2 separate regions of the Muntiacus reevesi genome follow, and region 1 is linked to region 2. Evidence: chromatin contacts called from public Hi-C data. All regions are on one chromosome and are shown on one strand. Each heading gives the region's core, a stretch centred on a gene start, on an enhancer-like site or on the middle of the called end of the contact. The rest is flanking DNA. Distances are from core to core; before and after follow the strand shown.

Region 1 (5,567 bases), core at 1,034-3,533, 550 kb before region 2:
CCAAAGATACTGTTAGTAAGATCTTCAAGCTGGCAACCACAGAGCATTAAGACCTCAAGACCTCAAGTATATTAAGCCCTTCTGAGTGTCGGGCCGTGTGTGAATGAACTGTTGGTATGCCCATGAAACTAGCCCTGCTTGGAAAAGATAATACAGTTATAAGACTGAATGAGTTAAGTAGGGAAGAAAAGAGGTCTGAGGATGGGAACCAGAAAAGTACCAACATTTAAGGCATGGGCAGAAAAAGATGGGCCATTCTGTGGCCGGACAAAGCTTGCAATTAATTAGAAGACCAATGAAGGGGAAGATACTTGGTCTATGATCCCTGACTTGGAAAAGCTTTGCCAGTTCTATCACCTGGCCACAAATTTATTTCATAAACTATTCATGATATAGATGATAATTTTTCAGAGTCAAAGGAGTGGTTCTTACCCAGGCCTGTTACCTTGATTATTTTTGAAGCATATATTACTCAGTTGAAAAAAGTAATGCACAAAATGTAAGAAATGAAATGGATTAAATGAAATAATGGACTACCAATAATAAATTTACAGCTAACCAAAGCAAATAATTCATTTCCCTTCTAGCAACAGTCACCTTTACATATAAGTCTAGCAATGTCTCTGCAACATTTATCAGGCAAGAAAAATGTAAACTTCAAAATCTGCGAAGAATTTAAAATGATTCAGTGAAACCTAATGGAAAATCAATCACAAGAGTTTTCTAACTACTGATTAATGCTGAACAAAATCCTAGGCCCAAAGAGCTAGACTGTGTGGTGAAAGAACTGTAGCAGGGAGTTGACGAGAATTTTAAAGCTTTAGAATTGGTGGGGAGGGACTTCCCTGGTGGTCCAGCGGCTAAGACTCCATGTTCCCAATGCAAGGGGCGGAGGTTTGATTCATAGTCCATGCTCCCAATGCTGGGGGCTCAGGTTCGATTCATGGACAAGGAACTAGATATCACGTGCCATAACTAAGAGTTCACATGGAGCAACTAAAGATCCTGCAACTAAGACCTGATGCATCCAAAGAATGTTAATCACATTCACATGTAACCAAAATACTTCTGGAATTTCTATTTTAGTAGGAACCATATTATAAGCATTAGGGGCAAAGTTTACTAAAAGAAACTAATCTTTTCTCTTCATTTTTTCCCCTTCAGTCTCCTATCTTTAAAATGCTGTATTGGTTTCTCCTTATATTAAAAATAATTTTCCACCAAAAGTTTCCTTAAGAAGTAAATATGTTTCCTGAATATTTTCTTAAAAGTAATTTCTTCACGTCTTATAATGCATATTTATAGCTGTTTCCCACTCCCACTAACAGTTAATCTCAATGCTTTCTTTCATAAGAAAATATGAGAAATAAGTATATAGGAGAATGAAATGCACAGATTTCGTGTCGTCTGAATATTTATTCTCATTATCATAACAATTTTGGACTTAAGTGGAAAAAAATACAAAAAGTTTCAATGAGTTTTAGGGGAACAATGAATATAACAAGGATTTCAAATGCACCTTCCAGCCCTTTGGAGAAGTCAAAATGGACCCATGGGAACTCACCAGCTTCTTTGGAAAAAATTTCTGCTGATGCACAACCCCAGGAACCCGCAGTTCAAATTACCCCATGTGTCTGAAAGCAGAAATCCCTCTGTATTTGTCTTACAGCTCCCTCCTGTTACCAGGAATGCATTCTTATACTCTCTGCCTCAACTTTATTTCAGTACTTTGTTTCCTCTGGTTATGATGGTTTTTCACACTGCTCAAGAGTACAGCTCACACCTAACCATAATGGAGCTCTTCGCTTCCTATGCCCTTGTGACACGGAGGATGAAGCTTTCAAGAAGACCTCTTGGCAATCATTTCTGACCACCCCCTGCACGCGCCCCTACGGGCGGGAGTAGGGGGCGCTTCTCCGGTCCCTAACCTAGCCTCACCAGATGCGGAAATCCTGCCTCTTGTGAACGTGTTTCTTTGGATCTCGCTCTCTTGGTCTTGTTTTCTTCTGTTGTTTCTTATCTACGAGTTTGGCCTCTTCTCTGTAATTGCCACCTCCCCATTCCCCTACAGAATTCATGTTTCCCCGACTTGGAGTCAGAGGAATTGATACTTTAAGATCCGCCATGGGCTCCACTTCGCCTTTAAACACCATCCAGACTCGCTCGCCTAAAGGGTCTTTCCTGGGAGCTGCGGCAGCAGCGCTCTCCCCTCTCGCGTAGCAGGTATCAAAGAGAGCGGGCCCAGGACGTGCCCATATATGAACTGGAAACAGAGAGCTGCCTCGCTCGGAGTTCACGCTCTCGCCTCCCCCTTCGGCGAGTTCACTGGCGGGCACCGCGCGAGCACCAGCGACTCCCTCCTCTCTCCGCCTGACTTCCTTCTGGGAGCTCGTAAAGCCGCGGCAGTTCAATCATCCCGCAGCGATCCCCGGCGCTCACTGGGCATGCTCAGTGGCCCGGCCCGGCCCGGCTCCGGCGGCCAGAGTGTCTTGGGCGCACCACTCGGGTCCGGACTCACCGAGCGCGGGCAGAGCACAGCGGCCCCTGCGCCGGGAGTCAGACGCGCCCTGCCGTCCCTGCCCGGGCGCCCGCCCCGTTAGAGAGCCCAAGTTCCGGACTCCAGGGAGCCCCCAACTTTGCGCCGAGTTCCCAGCTGCGGGGGGAGACATGCCCATGATGACCAGGGACGTTCTGCTAGAAATGGAGCTGGAGGAGGACGACGAAGAGGATGGGTATATCGGTGAGCGAGGAGTTTCCCCGGGGCCGGGGTGGGTGGGAGGGCGGCGCGGGGCCGGGCGCCCGTCCCCGAAGTCCTCAGCCCACGCAGCAAGGGCTAGGGGACTGCGCGTGGGCGCCGCATCCGCCCTCGGCAGGTCGGGGGCGGAGGGACCGGGAGAAGGAAGCCCGCGCCGCCCGCCTGCGGCCGCAATGCGGTCGCTTCCAGCCGCCTCCCGGCTCAGCTCGCGGCGGGCGGGCGGGCGAGCGGGCGGCCCCGGGAAAGGACGGGGAGGCGCGGGTCTCCGCGTCCGTTTCGGGACGGGCGAGGGACGAGGGCCCTGATCGGGCATCGTAGACACAGGGGAGCCCCCGCGCGTGGAAACCTTGACTTAGGACAAGAAGTTTGGGTCATTTTCTCCGGCTCGAACTGGCACGGGGGATTCCGGGGAGCCAGCGCGGGCTGCCAGCCCGAGGGCGGGGTTCAAGGAGCGCGCCCTGGCAAGGCGAGCAGGGGTGTGACCCGCCTGAAGCCATCTCTAGGTGAAGGCAGACGCGCGGCCCGGGGGCGGAGGGCTGGGGCTGGGTGGGGCGGCCCGGGACTGATTTGAGGCCGCTGGGCGTGGGCCGGGATCCTTTTTCTATCGGCGGCGCTGGCAGGGGAAGTGATGCGGCGGAGGAAGCCCTGAGGCAGGGTAGACCGCTGGGCATTTCCTACCGGTCCAGGGGCCCCGGAACTCGGGGGGAAGCCCTGTGTGCCCTATTTCTGGATAAAAATGCTTTAGAAGTGGTGCACGGAGCTGAGGGAGAGCTATTTAAGAGTTAACTGAAAGGGGTGGGAGGAAATGAGGAAGGGGAAAGCAGTTGGAGGAGTGGAAAGTCAGGTCCCTAAAGAGAACACTGTCAGCTAATGATGACAGATAGAGCCCATCCGGAAGACTGGCAATTAAATTACCAGGCAGACTCCGACTCAGTTTCCTGAACGCCAAATCAGTTTCAATAACCTAACAGTTCCTGCTTATGTACTAACACTCTTCTCTAATATGTTCTAATATAGTCTTCTGTAATAACTTTAGTAGTAATTTTAGGAGTTAGGTGTGGTTTTTCGTTCACATTTTGGGTACTGCTCATGTATTTGTTTTTCTGTTGTTTTCAACTCTATTGAGATATAATTGACATTTAACAATGTGTAAGTTTAAGGTAAAACATGTTTGACACATTTATATATTGCAAGATGATCATCACCACAGCTAACACCTCCAGCATGTCACTTAATTACCATGCCTTTTTTGTGGTGAGAACATTTAGGGTCTAATCTCAAAGATACAGTGTTATTGACTCCAAGCACTGTGCTTAGATACCTGGAACTTATTCATTTTATAATTGGAAGTGTATCCTTGAGTAACATCTCCCCAGTCTCCCCCACATTTTAGTGTTTCTGTGAGTTCACCTTTTTAAAATATTTTAGATGTAAGTTACACGGTATTTCTCTTTGTCTTATTTCACTTAATGCCTTCAAGTTCCATCTGTGTTGTTGCAAATGACAGGATTTCCTTCTTTCTCATGGCTCTAATATCCCATATTATATGCATGTGTGTATACCTATACATATCACATCATCTCTCTTCGTTCACCTGTGGACAGATAATTATTCTCTTTCCATATCTTAGCTGTTGTAGGCACTTCTCATTTAAATCCAGAGACAAATTGAATAGAAGGTATTATATACTCCATACTTTCATTTACTTGAGAATAATTCACTAGGTATTCATCCATATGGAGGGGACAAATAGTAGTGTTCATTTTGATGGGAGAGAAAACTGAAGCTCACAGGTTGATTTGCCTAACTTCTCACACAGCTTATTAAGATTCAAACCCAGGTTTTCTGACTTGCCAGACCTGTGTAGACTGACGCCCTTGCAGCTGGTCACTCCAGCTGTCAGGGTGTTATTATACTACTGTTTAGCTGGCTGTGGTAGTAAATCCTGTTTCCCGCAGTCCTGTGGAGGTCCTGTAATCAAATCCTGCAGGCCTTCAAAGTCAGATTCCCTGGGGATTCCCAGTCTCTTGGCTGGATCGCCAAGCTGGAGAGCCTGATGTGGGGCCTAGAACCTTCACAACAGGGTGACATCTTCTTTGGTCTTATTGTTCTCCAGCTTGTATCCTGCAGATACAGGATTTGACTTTATCATGATTGTGCCTCACCTACCATTTAGTTGTGTCTTCTCCTTTGTCCTTGGATGTGGGTGGTCTTTTTTTTTTTTTTTGGTGGGTTCCGGTGTCTTCTTGTCAATGGTTGTTCATCAGCTAGTTGTGATTTGGTGCTCAGGCAGGAGAAGATGAGCACATATCCTCCAGTTTGACCCAGTTTCCTCAGTATACTAATACTGATTCTTTAGTCACCAAGTTGTGTCTGAGTCTTGCGACCCGGTGAACTGTAGCCCACCAGGCTTCTCTGTCCGTGGGATTCTCCAGGCAAGAAGACTCGAGTGGGTTGGCATTTCCTTTGCCAGGGGATCTTCTGGAACCAGGGGTTGAGCTTGGATCTCCTCCTTCACAAATGAAAATTAAAGTAAGCAAGACTGAGCTTTGTTAACTATGCCATCAGGAGATTTCACTTTAGGGGGGAAAAAAACCTAACTTGGGCTAGTCTGTATTTACCTGATGGTTGTATCAAGTCAGGCATTGTAGATATATTTAAGAAAATAAATATGTCTTTTCTTCTTTAATTCCACCTTTCAGAGTCTACTGATATTAATACTTAATATAATAATTATTTATATTATTTTATTAATTATATATATAATATAATATATTAATTATAATTAATTATACAGGGGTCAAGTCAACAT
Region 2 (5,288 bases), core at 556-3,055:
CCCCATTTAAGAGGCAAACTTTACTTGAGAAATAATCCGTTTCCTAGAGTGAGCACCGGAAGCGTGGCCGGACTGTATTACATAATTCTTTTCACTACCAAGTAAATGTTCTCATTGAAATCGCAACCTGAAATAACCCATCCAACCCTTTACTAGCCTGTGACCTTGGGTGTCGGTGACTTTGCCCATAGTGGCCATCGCGGAAATGGGACTAATGATATGCTTCACAATTCTTGAAGCTTAATTAACATTTGCAGCAAACGGCTGACCCCAACACCCCTTGTAGTTACAAACTTATGGTAGTATTTGTTGAGATGTTACGTCTCCCAATTGAACCGCCTCTTTTTTTGAGCTTCAAAAATATTTTAAACCGGGATCGCATTTAAGACATTTGAGAGAAAGCAAAAACATAAGATTTTATTCAATATTTGTTTTAAGCACACTATAAGATACCTTAATATAAAAATATAAATGTTAATTATCGTCCAAGTTCAAAAGATTGCTTCCCAATCAGTTTAATTACTGTTTGCATAACTGCACAGAATAATCTAGTTTGAGAAATGAAACCAACCAAAGTCAAGATGAATTAAGAGCACGATTCCATTTCCACAGAACTAGGACAGACAGTTCACATTGTATTTAATTCACAGTTTGCTAAAGTTAGTTTGTGGGTAATTCATGGAAAATGTGCTAACCAGCTCCCCCCTCCCCCAAATACTATCACCGCAAGGCTCAGAAAAGCCGATTCTTTTAGACCTTAATAAAAAAAGAAAAGGTGACAGGTTGACTTTATTCAGATCAGTGAACGAGGCTAGCGTGAGGAGCTTCCCCTCTGGGCTTCCTTTCCTTCCACACCAGTTCTGTCGGGCGGGCGGGGACTCCAAGGCGGCCCTGCCAACTGCCGGGCCGGGGACGCGAACATCGCCTCCACCCCTAACCCTGGAACAACCGGTAGTGGCCGTTTCCCCGCGCCTCCCCCCTTTCCGCCGGCTTTGTGTGCGTGTGAAATGTGCGGCACATTGCAGATGAACCCTAAGCCCGGCGAGCCGAGTCTATTGTTCCCCGCGAGGAGCTGCCGGGGCGGTGTGGAGTCAGGCGCAGTGCCGCGGCCGGCCCTCGGGGGTCGCTGTGCGGCTCTGGCTGCCCGGCCGTGGCGGCGACGCTGGAGGCGGCAGAGAGGGAGGCTGGCGGGGAGGGAAGCGGGCGGGCGGCGCGCAGCGGCTCCGCTGCCGCCGGTGCCTTCTGCCCGGGGACGCCCCGGCCGCGAGGCCGCGCGTGAATGTGTGCGAGGGCCCCGCGGAGCTGCGGCCGGAATACACGCTGTCACCCCGCTTTCCACAAACCACCACACAGACCTCCCCCTCCCCACCCCCAGCCCCGCCTGCCCCAGCCCCGCCGCCGCCGCCGCCGCCGCCGCGGCCGCCGAAACTCCCGGGCCTCCGGCCACCCCGGCCCCTCACCGTCGGCTCGCCTTTCCCCTCGCCCGCTCGCGCGCCCCCGGCAGCAGCACCATGTTGAATCGCGTCCCCGGGCCGAGCCGCCTGAGCCGGCGGCGCTGAGAGGCGGGCGAGAGCCGGGCCGCGGGAGGGAGGGAAGGAAGGGGTGGGGGCCGCGCTCGCCCCGCGGCTTCGCGCGGATCCGGCAGTCGCCTGCCCCTCTAGTTTCGCTCCGATTTCTTTAAACTTTTTTAGAAATTCCCCTCCCTCCTTCCCTCCTCTCCCCCTGGCCTCCTGCTCCCTCCTTCCCCTCCTCCTCCTCCTCCTCCCCCTCCCTCCCTCCCTCCCTGCGCCGCCGCCGCCGCCGCCGCCGCCGCCACCGCCGGCCCATGACTGAGCCCCGCCGCCGCCGGCCGAGGAATGGGCTCCGGGCTCTGGTAGGAAGCGCTGGGAGCGGGGGGCGCTTTTAAAACACCGATCTGGGTTTTTTTTAAACCTCCTTTGAAAAAATAATGGCAAACTCGACGGGGAAGGCGCCTCCGGACGAGCGGAGAAAGGGACTCGCTTTCCTGGACGAGCTGCGGCAGTTCCACCACAGCAGAGGGTGAGAGCAGAACCGGGGGGGCAGCGCCGGGGCGAGCCGGGGCGAACGGGGCTCTCCCGCTCGGGCCGCCGCGGGGTCCCGGCTGACAAGTGCGGGGCTTTCTCTCTCCCGCAGGTCGCCTTTTAAAAAAATCCCTGCGGTGGGTGGGAAGGAGCTGGATCTTCACGGTCTCTACACCAGAGTCACTACTTTAGGCGGATTCGCGAAGGTGAGTGGAAGTTTTAATTTGTATTTCCCTCTCGCTGGCCTCCTCCAAAAAGTCTCCTTTGACCCCGGAGTGGGCGCTCGGGGCCGGGGGGGTGGCCTGCGGGGGCCAGAGGCGTTCTTTTCGCTCCCAGCCGGTGGCACGGAGGCGGACGGCGGCGGGGCTGTTTTTGGCCTGGTGGCTCGCGTGCGCGCGGCGGGCGCGGGGCTCGGCGGGCGGGCGGCCCGGCGCCGGCTCGCGCCCTGCCCGGTGCCCGGCCGGCCCGGCGGGGTCTGAGCGCCGCGGCGGGGAGTGCGGGCGTGCGGGGCGCCCGCCCGAGCCCCGCGCCCGCCCCGCGCCCGCCCGCCCTCTCGCTCGCGAGTCAGCTCTGCCGCCGCTGCCGCTCTAGCACAGGCGGAGACACAGAGACACACAGACTCTGAGAGCAGTTTTCGTGCAACTCAAAATTAGCGCGGGCAGGTTTAACATCGATAATCGGCTGCGAAATGATCCCGGCAGCCGGGGGCACAGCCTCGGCCCCGTCGCCCTCGGTTTATACAGCTAACAAAAGAAACCAGGACCTGTCTCCAAATAGCCATCTTAGGCTTCAAGGCTAGGCAGAAGCTGTAGGCCTCAAAGAAGGGCCTATGGAGATGGATAGATCTGGGAGAGGGATCGGAATCGGCCCCGGCCCCGGCCCCCCCAGAACCTGCGGACGTCGCTGTCCGGAACAGTATTGATCCTTTTGAACTTTTTTTTTTTTTTTAAAGTGTAAACGGACCGCGTTGAGATTTAAAAGGGGGCGACAGAGGGACTTGCGATTGGTTATTGTCCGGGCTTCAAAAACAAAACAAACCCACCAACACCCCCCCTTCCGCCCCCCAAAACAAAACAAGTGCTATTAAATACCGGGCTCTCGGGTGAAAACACAGTGATTCAAGCAGCCCTTGCTTAGCTACTCTTACGGATCGAGCCGAATCACCCACCGATTCCTGAGGGATCTGCAGATCTCTGTAGAATGGGTATTTATTTCAGAGTTAGGTTAGAGTTTTCTTGGATTGTGCACTTTCAGACAAGTGTGGCTGTGTTTTTAACAGGTTTCTGAGAAGAATCAGTGGGGAGAAATTGTGGAAGAGTTCAACTTTCCCAGAAGTTGTTCTAACGCTGCCTTTGCTTTAAAACAGTATTACTTGCGGTGAGTAGTGGTGACTCTTCCAACAGTGTTGGGAAATAAGGGACTTATGGGGAGATTTGTTTTAGCAAAAAGAAAAAAGAAAAGCCCCAAGCAAGAAACAAACCTTGCACATCAGTTTCTAAACTTCTGCTAATTTCAGTCTGAGAAACATTAAATATCCACAAGGGAGGTTCTAGGAAGGTGAAAGTTTTCCTCACTTATTTTAGGATTGTTTACATTTTTCATACAGAATCATTACAGGTGACACTCCACCCCCCATCTTGATAAACATTCTTTTGTGACATTGTTATTGATTGCTTGATATCCACAGAGGGGCAGAAAGGTGATGCTTAGTAAAAGAGTCAAGATAGTTAATGAAACTTTGTATCCCTTGGGAAATTTTTTCTTTGTTTTGGAAACTCCTTTGCCTTTTTAAATTCTGACTTGAAGATTTTGTTAAAAAATGAAACCTCTATGTGGAACCGTGTTAGTGAGTAGATTTTCAGTAGAATGTTTTCTGCATAGCATAGCATGTTGGTGCCTTAAGTGTCCAGGATTGTTTTTTTAAAAGAAATTATGTTTTTTTGAAATTTTTGACTGAAAAACATTTAAAAGGATTGTTATCTATTTAGGAAAATTAGGGATGCTACAAAATGGAATACTATAATTGGGAGTTTCTTTCATTCTCCCCATTTTTTGACTATTTGACAAAGTACATTTCTTATTTAGTTGGCATGCGCTACAGTTTAGATAATATATTTTGTGATTCAGCATTAATTTTTCTGAGTTTTTCTCCTAGGAATACTTTCATATTGTAATGTATTATGAGGTCGTCATTTATTTTTCATATTTAGTTATCCAGAGGTTCTTTAGTTGTGTTTGTTATTTAACACTAAAATAATGCTCTTCATTTTTTTTGTTTCTTAATAATGATGTTATGGCCTTTTTTAGGCAGTGTGGCTACTGTGTAATTTGAGTTTGGCATTTATCATTGCTCCAAATGCAGTATCCAAATGTGGATATACTGTGTTATGTTCAGCATTCTAGAATAGGAAATGCAGTAATTGCACAGGTGTGCTTTCTATTGGCTATCTTAGATTGACTTCAGGCTTGAAGCTGAAGAGTTCACAGAACTTTGTGAGTAGTTACTGAGCTGCACAGATGTCTAGAAAATATTAAATATGGTTAGTTATCTCTTGTGATTGTGTGATGGCATGTGTCAGAGTGCTTTTTAAAATAAAGGATTGAAACGAAAAGCAAAGTAAAACTAAATTAACCTCCAAAGCTGTTGATTTTGTAATGTGGTGAGAAGTAGAGAATTTTTCATTTGTGGTGATAATTATTTTTTCAGTTATAATACTGAGGAGTACTGTTAATACATGTCCTGATTTTCTGATAATAAGTTTGAATTATTTGGGTTTTAGACCGTTTAAAATACATGTTTTAAAGTTATATCTAATACTTATTGGATGATTTATTGATTTCAGTATCCAGAAGGTACTGTATGATATATATGTTTCATGGGATGTGTGTTTTTCTGAAGAACTCCAGGTTTATTACAAGTTACATAAATATTGTTTTTCCAGTTGTGATTTCTATCTTTGGATCATATCATCCATTGATTATACTATAGGTACTATTTTTAACCATATAGTTTCCAGATTGTTTGGAACTCTTTATATTGTTCTCAGATCAATTTGAGTTTTATGCTCTCATTAGAAGCTACATTTTGAACTATGTCCTTAGCTAAACTTGTTTTTCCTCCATATGTCACTCTCCAGGTTTGTTTTTGTAGGGTTGTAGCTAGGCTACTAGGAAAAAAGTTGAAGCATTTGTTTTGGAAAATAAAACCATGTGAAGATTTGCATGGCTTGTAAAGAAATACAAAAG

The links. Hi-C and Micro-C count contacts between places; a contact is called where the count stands out from the background.
Region 1: a Hi-C map of blood shows a contact between it and region 2, with 4 times the contacts expected there. The contact joins the promoter of ANO6 here to the promoter of ARID2 in region 2. A contact is called at or near these places in 2 of 3 Hi-C or Micro-C datasets (blood and muscle).

What each region holds. Positions count from the first base shown.
Region 1 is chr4:150,921,314-150,926,880 of mMunRee1.1, reverse strand. ANO6 (anoctamin 6) reads left to right here and starts at 2,283. Exons shown (of 21, transcript XM_065934572.1): 1 at 2,283-2,740. The coding sequence starts at 2,668.
Region 2 is chr4:150,372,747-150,378,034 of mMunRee1.1, reverse strand. It overlaps ARID2 (AT-rich interaction domain 2), which reads left to right and starts at 1,805. Exons shown (of 21, transcript XM_065934570.1): 1 at 1,805-2,040; 2 at 2,155-2,248; 3 at 3,322-3,419. The coding sequence starts at 1,949.